2 separate regions of the Macaca mulatta genome follow, and region 1 is linked to region 2. Evidence: chromatin contacts called from public Hi-C data. All regions are on one chromosome and are shown on one strand. Each heading gives the region's core, a stretch centred on a gene start, on an enhancer-like site or on the middle of the called end of the contact. The rest is flanking DNA. Distances are from core to core; before and after follow the strand shown.

The links. A called contact is a pair of places that touch in the nucleus more often than the background predicts.
Region 1: a contact with region 2 is called in a Hi-C map of fetal cortex germinal zone, with 2.7 times the contacts expected there. The contact joins the promoter of CDC42SE2 here to the promoter of HINT1 in region 2. A contact is called at or near these places in 6 of 14 Hi-C or Micro-C datasets (CD4 T cells, blood, cortical neurons and 3 more).

Annotation. Positions count from the first base shown.
Region 1 is chr6:140,186,815-140,193,511 of T2T-MMU8v2.0, reverse strand. It overlaps CDC42SE2 (CDC42 small effector 2), which reads right to left and starts at 5,053. Exons shown (of 6, transcript NM_001257601.1): 1 at 4,909-5,053.
Region 2 is chr6:140,087,408-140,094,188 of T2T-MMU8v2.0, reverse strand. It overlaps HINT1 (histidine triad nucleotide binding protein 1), which reads left to right and starts at 2,188. Exons shown (of 3, transcript NM_001258104.1): 1 at 2,188-2,355; 2 at 4,766-4,870. The coding sequence starts at 2,245.

The DNA.
Region 1 (6,697 bases), core at 3,804-6,303, 96 kb before region 2:
TTTTTTTTTTTTTTAAAAAAAGCAACCTGGGCGTGGTGGCTCACGCCTCAAATCCCAGCACTTTGGGAGGCTGAGGCAGGTAGATCACCTGAAGTCGGGAGTTTGAGACCAGCCTCACCAACATGGAGAAACTCCATCTCTACCAAAAATACAAAATTAGCCGGGCATGATGTGTGTATGCCTGTAATCCCAGCTACTCAGGAGGCTGAGGTAGGAGAATCGTTTGAACCAGGGAGGCAGAGGTTGCAGTGAGCCAAGATCGTGCCTTTGTACTCTACCCTGGGCAACAAGAGTGAAACTCCGTCTCGAAAAATAAAAATAAAAAGTTAAATTCCACGTTTTTCCAGGTAGTATGAAAAATAACAGAAATAAAATGCCCTTACCTAACTAGCTAGTATTAAGAATAAGCTTGACCGGGCGCGGTGGCTCACGCCTGTAATCCTAGCACTTTGGGAAGCTGAGGTGGGTGGATCACCTGAGGTCAAGAGCTCGAGATCAGCCTGACGAACATGGAGAAACCCCGTCTTTACTAAAAATACAAAAATTAGTCAGGCATGGTGGCAGACGCCTGTAATCCCAGCTACTCAGGAGGCTGAGGCAGGAGAATCACTTGAACCCAGGAGACAGAGGTTGTGGTAAGCCGAGATTGCACCACTGCACTCCAGTCTGAGAGACAGACTGTCTCAAAAAAAAAAAAAAAAGAAAAAAAAAAAGTAAGCACATGCATGTGCTTCTCTCAAGTTCCTCTCAAGAAGGCACAGGAAAACTATGTCCCCCTCTGAGACTGACTAAAATATTACTAACATTCAATGTTCAATAAAATGTTAAAATATTTCTTTCATGAAAATTAAGAATAAGAACAATGCAGATCAAAACCAATTTGCATTTTTAATTTTGAAAAAAATCTTATAAAACCTTAACAAAATATCCCAGATTCATCTTCAAGCAGATGAGGAATCTAAATAAACGCTTTCGTAATTTTAAAAAAAACAACTGGAACTTGAAAACATAACAGTAACCCATCTCAGAAAATAATGTGAGAAATTAGTTATGAAGTATTTAAATAAACTTTTTTAAATTAAAACTCTCACTATCTACACAGGCAAATATGAGCACAGCTGCAATATGCCATGTTAGTATCATTATTAATCACTTCATTAATTACATCTGAGGAAAAAGAAATGCTTTCTAGGCCGGGCGCAGTGGCTCAAGCCTGTAATCCCAGCACTTTGGGAGGCCGAGACGGGCGGATCACGAGGTCAGGAGATCGAGACCATCCTGGCTAATATGGTGAAACCCCGTCTCTACTAAAAATACAAAAAACTAGCCGGGCGAGGTGGTGGGCGCCTGTAGTCCCAGCTACTCGGGAGGCTGAGGCAGGAGAATGGCGTAAACCCGCGAGGCGGAGCTTGCAGTGAGCTGAGATCCGGCCACTGCACTCCAGCCTGGGCGACAAAGCGAGACTCCGTCTCAAAAAAAAAAAAAAAAGAAATGCTTTCTAAATCATTCTAAAAGGTCTTACAAAAAAATGAACTACCCTCTCCCCAACAGACACATACACCCTGATGAAGAAAACACCAACATTTCAAATATTCCAGCAATTATAACACAAGATAATCCTGAAATTTATTTAGCCTCAAAACATTACGAACTACTCCAAGGAAGAAACAATACTTTGAAAACACTAGTATTTTTAAGGTACAAAAAAAAATTATGGCCGGGGCGGTGGCTCACTCCTGTAATCCCAGCACTTTGGGAGGCCGAGGCAGACAGATCATGAGGTCAATCGATCAAGACCATCATGGCCAACATGGTGAAACCCCATCTCTACTAAAACTACAAAAATTAGCCAGGCATAGTGGCGCACACCTGTAGTCCCAGCTACTTGGGAGGCTGAGGCAGGAGAATTGCTTGAACCACGGAGGCGGAGGTTGCAGTGAACCGAGATCGCACCACTGCACTCCAGCCTGGCAACAGGGTGAGACTCTGCCTCAAATAAATAAATAAATAAATAAATTATGAGTGCTGATTTCTTGGAAAAATATATTTTAACGCAGCTGCTGATTGTCAAGAATTCTGATAATGTGCTTATCCAGGAAAAAAAAAAAAAAAAAGCCAAACACTTTTCACTTAACACATCATACCTTACTTACTTGTTCTTTATCATCACTATTACCATTTACAATTAGGTATGTCATCAACACCAGACTATCAGTGGTATATTGTCAGGTAACTCTTCCTCCGAGAAATATACATTTAAAGAAAAAGTATTACAATTCTCTATCATTAAATTTTAAGCATTACTTTCCTTATTATTTCTAGAAACAACAATAAAGAGCTAACACAGCACATTTTGGGAGGCTGAGGCGGGCAGATCACTTGAGACCAGGAGTTCGAGACCAGCCTGGCCAACAGAGAGAAACCCTGTCTCTACTGAAAATACAAAAAATAGGGCGTGGTGACACATGTCTGTAATCCTAGCTACATGGGAGGCTGAGGCAGGAAAACAGCTCAAGCCCCAAAGGCGGAGGTTGCAGTAAGCCAAGATCGCACCACTGCACCCTAGCCTGGGTGAGGAGCCAGACTTCATCTCAAAAAAAAAAAAAAAAAAACAGCTAGTAGCCCGTAAGTCCAAAATCTGAAAGTTCTATTTGAATGTAAACATTATCTTTAACAATAATAAGTATTATAAGCATTAACAGTCAAAAGAGCCCACTTAAATACAAAAGCTAACTATAAAAAAATTAATATCTACATTATTTCATAATGATCAAGACTGACTTTGGATCACATTAGTCTGGATTCCTGAAATAAATACAATATTACTGTTTTTTACACATATATAGATTAAAATAGGCAATGCAACCTTATGTTCAGAATAAATGCAAAACTACAAATCTCATCCTTTTTAATTAGTAGTTTTATCACAGTTGAAATACTAAAAAATAAGTCCACATATGGAACCACAAATTATTACTAATAATCTTCCCTTTTCAGCACTATCAAGTTTATAAATTGCACTTATTTGTAAATGGTGAACACAAAGACAAAATAAAATTCCTGAAATGAAGCTTTATTTTAAAACATTTCTTATAGAAAAGGAATCCACTGTTTATCTTTGGGGGTTTTTTAAAATAGAAAATGTTATTACAAAGATTATTTACAGAAAATAGGACCAGAAGTACATTACCCTTCAATAAATACACTGTACCAAAGTCTCCTAATAGGGACAAGGGAGAGAATTAAAACACTAGTTTATTAAATGTCTTCCTCTTCGTTTTAAAATGTAGATAGATTCTATTAAAGTGACAATATAAAAGCTCAATCCAATAATTTTAGCTGTACAAAGTTACTTATTAACCTTTAAAGGTTGTTATGAATTTACACTTCCTGCAGTTCACCTGCCATCTTTCCCAACTTAAGTAGCCACTAGGGGTTTAAGACAGTCACCACTTGTGACATAAATAATAAGGAAAGAACTTTACATTCAAGTTTAAGAAAAGGATAATTGTGGATTTTGCTTGTGCCCAGAAACAGTGTGCAACACAGGTCTCAGCCCATAAACAGGTGCTTCATGAATATCTGTTGAGTAAATGGTGACATTTTATTATATTACTGCAACATTAGTTCCCCCCCAAATTTAGAGTTCTCCTTTGCTCAAAATGCAGCAAGACCATACCACAGTCCCTTCTCAAAAACACATAAACTTCTTTATTCATAATTAAATAGAAAGGTGGTTGTCAAAATACAGTCCCACTCCCGCTTTTTCTCCATTATTTTTAAAGGTTAGAAATAAGGCCTGTTTTTAAGAAACAGAAAACGTATACCAACCTCTCTCAAACCAAAAGAGAAAATCCACACTTGATATATATTTTCTGTGTTCATAGTATTGAGAGTAAGAACCGACTCACAACAGTATGTTATGTGGGATAAAAACTAAAAACAAACGTATATCAAAAATACATGTTGTTTGCCGACATTATTTCCTTAATCATAATCAAGAGGATATGTGCCTCAATTTTACTAGATGTGAGATAAGCTTTGTCTGATATTTCAAGATTCATTCATTCAACAAATACTTTACTGAGCACATACTATAAGCCAGGTCCTTCAACGAAACATTTAAATTTTGTAAACTGCACATCACCCCTCAAAATTCCCCTAAAAAAGCTTATAATTTAAAGTAATTGCAAGCTAAAGAGAAATCCCCAGTGTTGTTTCTTACACAGTGAAGTCAGCGGATCGGGGTTTTTTTCAGCTGTGAATGCGGCATCAAGGAGCCGCTACCTACCACACCCGTTGCCTAAAATCACAACTTAAAGCAGCAAGCACTGGGTAAAACAACCTGTAAGAGTAGCTGAGCTCCCGCGACGAGGTGGCCAGGGGTTTTCACGCCCGGGGCCCGGGGAGAACCGCGGCAGGACCCGCGGACGGAACGCATCCGGCGCCTCCGGCGAAGAGTCGGGGCTCCGCAGCCAGGTGTCTTTGCTCCCCGAGACCCTCACCTAGAGACCCCGGGCCCTCCCCGCCCGCCCCTCGCACCACCCTCCCGACTTCCAGACCTGAAAAGTTGGGGGGAGGGGGTCTGCCTTTCCATTTTACATCAGGCGGTCAGTTGGCTGCCTCAGCCGTCCGCCTGCCGTGAATTATGAACTGAGCGTGTAACCATTCCTCAGAGGGAACAGAAAAAAAACCTAAGGCAGGGTCCTAGGGTATAAGGACCTCGCCCAAACCTGAAATGGAGACGCAAGCTCAGCCCACAGCCCGCAGCGCGCTGCTGGCAGGGCCGGGCCGAGCTCACCCCAGAGCCCTCAGGGACGAGGGTTCGGGGCTTCGGGACCCCGCCCAAGGGGCCGAGAGGGCGAGGCGTAGGGGCCGACGCGCGACTGGCGCTGGCACTGCACTCACCGTCGCCTTTGTCTCTGCCGCCCGCTCCGGCCGCAGCCCCTCTCAGCGCCGGCTCCGCGGCTCCTGCCGCCCCCACGCCTGCAGCTGCGCTCCCCGGCGCGCTCGCAGCTTCCTTGCTCCCCCTCCCCGCCCAGGCTCGCGCGCCGGTTGGGCGGAGCGAGAGGCGGCGCGCGCCCCTAGAGGGGCTGGAGGGGCGGGCGCCGTTGCGCAGCTGCGGCGGCCGCAATGTTGGCCCCGCCCCCGGCCGGGCCCCGCCCCCGCCGTACCTCCGGGATGGGAGGGTCGGCAGTCGGGCGGCGGGACCCCCGGGATTCGAGCCGCGGGGGTTAGGAATTGGCCTCTGTAACTAACGGACGCCTGAGATCCGGGGCTGCAGCACTCGCGGGAAAGGACGCTCCGAAAGATGGCGACCAAACCTGGGCGGGAGCTTGCGGGAGCCCTTTCCCACCCCAGCCCGGGCAGCGGACAGCCTTACGGAGGAGCGACGTCTGCTCACGTTGTGGGGCGGTGGACGCGCCCATGCGAGGGTGGGTGGGTGCTGAGCGGTTTGGGACGAGGGGTCTCTCAGTGGCAGTTGAGAGCCCATCCTCTGACCACTGCTTTTTCATGTAAAAGTCAGAATTGTTCAATCCGTCATTAACTGGGTTAAGGCCGAGATCATCTACCTGGCATTTGAAATGCGTGAAAATTACACATGTACTGGACTTCTGTGATTCCTTTGGGTGTGTATTTTACATATCTCAGAAATCAGAAACATGAGTTTCCTATCTAGCAGCCAGCAGTCCACCAAAATACCTACAAAACTTTATCGTGAGGTCAAAAGGATAGAGAAAGAGCGTAATGCCACTGAAGTAAGCTCTCAAACCTGTACTACTTTGAATATAATAAGTAGTGTATGGTCTTCCCCATTCTAGGTTGATGGCGAGGATTTCTAGTTGCTCAGGCCAAAAACTTTATATCATCCATAACTGCTCTCATACTCTCATTTTCACTTTCAATCTGTGAAGAAAGCTTGTTGGTTGTACCTTCAAAATAGAACAGACTGGGCAACATAGCGACACCCTGTCTCTACACACACACAAAAAATAGCCTGGTGTAGTGGCGTATGCCTATAGTCCCAAGTACTCTGGAGGCTGAGGCCAGGAGTTAGGTTACAGTGAGCCATCATCAGGTCACTGCACTCCAGCTTGGGCTGGACGGAGTGACACCTGTTTCCAAAAAAAAAAATTCTCAATCTTTCCTACCTTGCTATTTTTCCTTTCTTCCCATGACACTTCCCACCTTGTAACAATCTTTGTAATTCACAGTCAGCCCTCCGTATCCATGGGTTCTGCGTTCCTGGATTCAACCAACCACAGATGGAAAATATTTGGGGAAAAAAATACAACAATTTAAAAATACAAAAAAAAAACCCAATACAATATAACAGCTATTTACATAGTACTTACATTGTATTATAAGTAATCTGGAGATAAAGTATACAGGAGGATATATGTGGGTTATGTGCAAATACCATATCATTTTATATCATAGACCTGAGAGGATTTTGATATTGGTTGGGGTCCTAGAACCAGTCCCCCTCGGATACTGAGGTATGACTGTATTTATTTGATATGTTTAGCTTTTAGTGTCTGCCTTCTCTAGTAGAAGCTGGGATTTTTGTCTGTTTTGTTCAACTGATGTATCCCAAGTGCCTAGAATAAATGAAAAATTTTAAAATTCCCTGAGATTAAAAAAACTAAAGCAACAAAAAATGACCAATTTTTTTAATTTTAAATTTTCTCTTGGT
Region 2 (6,781 bases), core at 939-3,438:
GAGAGTGCTACTATGATTTATATTTTATAAAGATCATTTTGGGTGCTGTGTGGCAAATTAACTACGATGGAAGCAGAGAGGTTATCCAACCAGGAGCCTTTCAAAGTACTCCAGGAAAGAGATGTTAGCAGCTTGGATTAGAGTAGTGGAAGCAGAGGAGGTAAGTGATTAGATTCTAAGTGATGTGTGTTGAAAGTACAGAGAGAAGATTTAAGGATGATTTCAACGCTTTTGGCTGGAGTAATTGGATGAATTGCTCACCCAACTGCAGATATAGAATCCTGCAAAAGGAGGTTTTGGTTTGTTTGTTGTGGAGGCAGTCAAAATAAAATCGCAGTGCCTGGTAGCCATCTAAGTGGAGGTGGTCAATAAGCTGTAATGTATGTCACAGACCAGTCTGGAATTAAGGGAAGGGGTAGGTCAAGAGACAAATACTTCAGAGTCAGTACTCTACAGATGGTAAGGCCTTCAGATGGAATGAAAGCTGACCATATTTTTATTATCCAAACCAGCACACATTTTAACTTTTTATTTTGACAATTTCAGACACAAAAAAGTTGCAAGAATAATACACAGAATTTGCATATGCCTTTCAATCAGATTCTCCAAATGTTAACATTTTATTGTAACTGCTTTATCCTTTTCTATTTCTCTACTTACCTATAGACAGACACTTTTTCTCTGAACTATTTGAAAGTAAGTTGCAGACATGACACCCATAGCCTTACATACTTCAGTGGGGTTTTCCTACAAAGACATTCCCTTCTATCAGTAGTTCTTAAAGTATGGTTCCCAGGCTAGCAGCAACTGTTATCACCTGGAAAGTTAGAAACCTAACTCGTAGGGCCCCACCCCAGACCAACTGATTTTGACAATTTTTCTGTGGTTATGAAAGGAAATTAACATCACTTCAAAACTATTATCTAACTTATAGGCATTATTTAGATTTTACCAATTGTCCCAGTAATGTCTTTGATAGCAAAAGTACCAAATGAACACATTTGAGATTAAAGGGAACCACATTCAATAATTTTGCCAAGACAGAGTAGTCGTGTAATCATAAAAGGCAGTTGTGCTCACACCTGTAATCCCAGCACTTTGGGAGGCTGAGGCGGGTGGATCACCTGAGGTCAGAAGTTTGAGAACAGCCTGGCCAGCATGAGGAAACCCTGTCTCTACTAAAAATACAAAAATTAGCCGGGTGTGGTGGTGCGTGCCTGTAGTCCCAGCGACTTTGGGAGGCTGAGGCATGAGAATCACTTGAACCCGGGAGGCAGCAGTTGCAATGAAACGAGATTGTGCCACTGCAGTCGAGCCTGGGCGACACAGCAAGAATCTATCTTAAAAAAAAAAAAAGGTACTGAGGAGGTATACTTTTTCTTAATACGTACACTTAGAGGTCTAGTATGATAACTGGAGTTGTCTATAGTATTTTATAAATGGATGTCCTTAGTGACCTTGACAAGAGGGAAATGGACACAAAAATGAAAGAAAGCAGACACGGTATGTAGAAAACTTTTTTAAAAGGAGCAAAGATATGAGGGGGATGTGGTAATTAAGGAAGGTTTTGTTTTTTTAAGGTGGGTCATTTTATTAATACATTATGTTGATTGCTGCCGGGAAAAATTCCTTGAAGAGCAGTCTAGGGAGGTTTACAAACTACTGATGCCTGGAGCTCATCTCCAAAGATTCTTATTTAATGGATCTGGGGTGCAGCCAGGTTCACGGGGATTTTCAGAAGCTCCCCAAGTGATCTTAATGTGTAGTCAAGATTGAGAACCACTGGTAGAGAGAGAAAAAAATCTGAAGAGAGGACTTAAAATCTGCTGCAGCAGCAAGACCTTAAATAATCTAAGTGCTAAATTGCAGCCAGCACCACTTGAATTGTCAAATCTTGTCAGTTACAGTATCCAACTTTCCCTACAAGCGTCCATAGGCAGACGAAGGGTTTATACCAGTAACTCCATTCCCCAGGAGACAAGAAAGGAGGCTAGAAAAACGACTTAGCAATCTCCTTGGAGCTCAAGACCAGGAACTTCCCCCTGCCCGTCCCTGCCGCAGTTCCTGCGGAGCTCCGGCATGCTGGCCGCTCTCGCAGCCCCGGTCGCCAGTGCGCACGCGCAGGATTCACTGGGGCGCAGGCACCGGCGCAGGCTTGGCTGCGCCCTCTCGCGCCGCACGCTCCGCGGGTTCCTCCCTCCTTTCGAGCCTCTACCCTGGCCGCCGCGCGGGAGAGAGGCCGAGATGGCAGATGAGATTGCCAAGGCTCAGGTCGCTCGGCCTGGTGGCGACACGATCTTCGGGAAGATCATCCGCAAGGAAATACCAGCCAAAATCATTTTTGAGGATGACCAGGTAGGTACCGTGAACCACCTCGCTCGCCTGCTGAGGTGGGGTATCGTCCCCGGATCCTCGGGTTTCTCGCGGAGGGACAGGAGGGGTCGCGAGTGCAGCGGCGATGGCAGGGGACCTGGCCGCCCTGGCCCAGTGGGCCCCCAGCCAGGGGACAGGGCCCGGGCACTCCGAGGCGGCCTGCCGGCGCGTGCCGGCGCTCCGGTTACTCGTTATCTGCCCCGGGCGCGGGCCAGGCCGCCGGGCGTCCTGGGTGCGGCACCGCGGGGCCTGGGCGCGTGTCGGAGCGCACTGAGGCCCCCGCGTGGAAGCCCGCCGGCTCCCCGGCTGCCTCCGACCTCGCCTGTATCAGGAATCTCGAAATCTCGCCAGCGCTCTGCCTGACAGAGAGAAACCCGATCGCGCCCTGACTCATGCCCAATCTCCGCGATCTCCCGCGCACAGCCGGCCTGCCAGGGCCGGCCGTTCCTGGGCGCTGCTCGGCATGGCATTGTGCTCCAGGGCCTCGGGGCGCGGGGAGGTGCGCGGACCGGCTGGGCCTGCCGGCCTCCTCCGCGGTGTGCGGTTTGCCACCTCACCGCTACCCCATCCCTGTCTCCACCCCAAGCCGTACCCTGGGCTGGCGAGGCGATCTCCTGAGAGAAGAAGTGGGCCCGCGTCTGGGATTTGCTTTCGGTTGACCTCTCCCGCTGAACGTGTCGGGCCTACAAACAGCTGAATGATTCCTTTTATATTCAACAGGAAGTAATTTTAAGCCAAGAGACTGAGACTGTAGTTTTTGTTGACTTCTTGTAGGTGAAATCCCATGTGACTTTGAGATATATTGTGTAAATTATTTAGTGGACAGTTGTATTTTTGGGATTGGATCTCAGATAAAGCTGGGCAGATTGGATGATTTAGATAGAACAATTTTGTAAACAGTTTTGTTAAATTTAGGAAATATGAAATATAAGAAAAACATTTATTCTACTAGTGTCGTTTAGTTAGATTCAAAACGTTATCAAAGATTTAATTAGGTTCTTCCAGGCGAATTTTTAAAAAAAACTTTGTCTCTACTCAGGGGTAATTCTTTGGTTTTAGAAAAAATATTTCTTTTTAAAGTTTGCAGTTGCCTTTGAGAAATGGTTGTTGAAAAATTTACATTTGAACCACCGAAGTCCAACTGTATAACAGCAGGAAGCAGTCTAAATGAATCAGCATTTTGTAGGGAGTACCCAGTAGAATTACTCCTGAGACAAATAAGTGTGGATGGGTTTTATTAAAACAGTTTTCACTTCAGCAGTGAGCAAGAGATACAAAAAAAGATATTAATGTCGTGCGTCTATTTACAGACACTGTGTTAAATAGTCTAAATGCCGAAGAGTATGTATCATATATGTACTCTTCAGTTTTACACAAAAGGATAGGTATATTTCTTAAATAGTTGAGTAGAGTGAGAATAGATATTAATCAAATAGCAGACAAATACGTAGTTAAAAAACTGATTGCTATCATAAAGAAAAAACACACACACACACACACACAGGAAATTGCACAACTAGGACTCTGACCTGGGAGTAATGGGACGGGGAGGGGAATCAGAGGTTTTTTTCTGTTTTTTTTCTTTTTTCTTCCAGAAATCATATATGTGCTGGGAATGGAATGGCGGGATGACTAGCAGTTTAAGTTAGAAGTTGGGGTTTGGAGGGGGAGAGGATCACTGAAAAAGCTTTGAGGGCGGACAGCTCAGAAGGACAGTTCCACGTGAAGAGTTGCAGGAGATCTGGAGAGGCAGACAAGGATTAGCATGGCCAATTTCTATGCATTCATTGGCTCCCAGTTTAAATGTCACTGCAGAGTTGTTGTCCCTAAACAATCTAAATCAGGCTTTTCCTGTAATAATCATTCATATTATCCTTTACTTTTTAACATGTATGACCTTTGGTGATTATACCTGTATTTAAAGTTGGTCTTCCCATAAGACTTCCATGGAGTCTGGGTGCAGTTTGGGAGGCCAAGGCGGATGGATCACCTGAGGTCAGGAGTTTGAGACCAGCCTGGATAACATGGTGAAACCCTGTCTGTACAAAACCACAAAAAGTAACTGGGCATGATGGCACATGCCTGTAATCCCAGCTACTTGGGAGGCTGAGGCAAGAGAATCGCCTGAACCCAGGAGGCGGAGGTTGCAGTAAGCTGAGATCTTGCCATTGCACTCCAGCCTGGGTGACAGTGAGACTACATCTCAAAAACAAAAAAACAAAAAAACTTCCATGGAAAGGATCACGGCACCATTCGTAATGTGTACACTTCTGTTTTCTTAGCATCTAGTGCTCCCCATGTAGTTACTGTTCAGTAAATATTTGTTGAAATAAGTTTTATCCTACCAATATACTAAAAGTTTGATTTATTTATTTCTTTCCCTTTTCCCTAGTGCCTTGCTTTCCACGACATTTCCCCTCAAGCACCAACACATTTTCTGGTGATACCCAAGAAACATATATCCCAGATTTCTGCAGCAGAAGATGATGATGAAAGTGTAAGTAAATTTCTAACATGATTTATTTTCTTGCTTTTTAAATTGGGAGATTAATTTTGTCCTTAAAGTGCTGTCACATTTTCATCTTCCTAAGGTCATTATTAAGGAAAAACTAGAAAAACCATTAAGATTTCAATTGCCCAGCTGTTTTCCAAAGTTGCTGCATCATTTTGTATCCCACCAGCAATGAATGAGCATTCCATCTTCTCCATATCCTTATCAACACTTGCTATTATCTTTTTTTTTTTTTGAAATGGAGTCTTGCTCTGTCACCCAGGCTGGAGTGCAGTGGTGCCCCCGATCTTGGCTCACTGCAAACTCCGCCTCCCAGGTTCACACCATTCTCCTGCCTCAGCCTCCCGAGTAGCTGGGACTACAGGCGCCCGCCACCACACCTGGCTGATTTTTTGTATTTTTAGTAGAGATGGAGTTTCACTGTGTTAGTCAGGATGCTCTCGATCTCCTGACCTTGTGATTTGCCCTCCTCTGCCTCCCAAAGTGCTGGGATTACAAGCGTGAGCCACTGCACCTGGCCTATTGTATTCGTAAAGTAAGCTAGAGAAAAGGTTATTAAGAAAATCGTAAGGAAGAGAAAATATATTTACTATTCATTAAGTGGAGTGAACCATAAAGGTCTTCATCCTTGTCATCTTCATGTTGAGTAGGCTGAGGAAGAGGAGGGGTTGGTCTAGCTATAGCTGTCTCAGGGGTGGCAGAGGCAGAAGAAAATTTGCCTATGGGTAGATCTGCACAGGTCAAACCCATGTTGTGCAAGGGTCAGTTGTATTTACTTGGGGATACTTTTTAAAGTGAGACGTTATTTCTGAAACTTAGAAACTTCAGGACATTAATTTTTAATTCAATATATTTGTACAAATCACAGAGTTCAAAGATTAGAGCGAGTACTTAATGGTAAAATACCATTTTATATGCAGTAGCATTAAAACCTCAGAATACACTTTTTTTTTTTTTTTGAGATGGAATTTTGCTCTTGTTGCCCAGGTTGGAGTACAATGGCACAATCTCGGCTCACCACAACCTCTGCCTCCTGAGTAGCTGGGATTACAGGCATGTGCCATCACGCCTGGCTAATTTTGTATTTTTAGTAGGGACGAGGTTTCTCCATGTTGGTCAGGCTAGTCTCGAACTCCCAGCCTCAGGTGATCTGCCCACCTCGGCCTCCCAAAGTGCTGGGATTACAGGTGTGAGCCACCGCGTCTGGCCCCAGAATACAAATTTTTACCATTTAGTATAATTAGACAGTCATGGCATTTTAAGGTCAGAGCTTCTTACTCCAATGCAGCTCTTTTCTATAAGGATAATAAAATGTGAATTTTTACTCAGTTAACATTCTAAATTGGTGTTTTAAGGTCAGCTCTTTTACTTAGAAGACAGTTGTTTGCCAGGAAACATTTACGAACCAGTTTTAAAACTGCTCATTAATAATTAAATTTTGTGACCAGTATAGGTACCTGCTGTACAAAATTTTATATAGATGCTCATCAACTTAAGATAGGGTTACATGCTGATAAACCCATCATAAGTTAAAAATACTGTATGTCTGTCGAAAATGCACGTAATACACCTAACTTACTGAACATTATAGCCTAGCCTAGTCTAACTTAAGCTTGCTCAGAACATTTGACATTAACCTGCAGTTGGGCAAAATCATCTAATACAGAGCCTATTCTGTAACAAAGTTGAATATCTCATGTAAGAGTATTTTACTGCATATCACTAGTCTGGAAAAGGATCAAAATTTGAAGTATGGGTTCTCCTGAATGCATATCGCTTCCACACCATTGTAAAGTTGAAAAATCATAATTTCCCCAACTTACAATTTTTGTCCATTGTCCACCTGTACAATGGACCTCACTGCATAAATAAGGTAAGCGGAGTCCACTGTCCTGG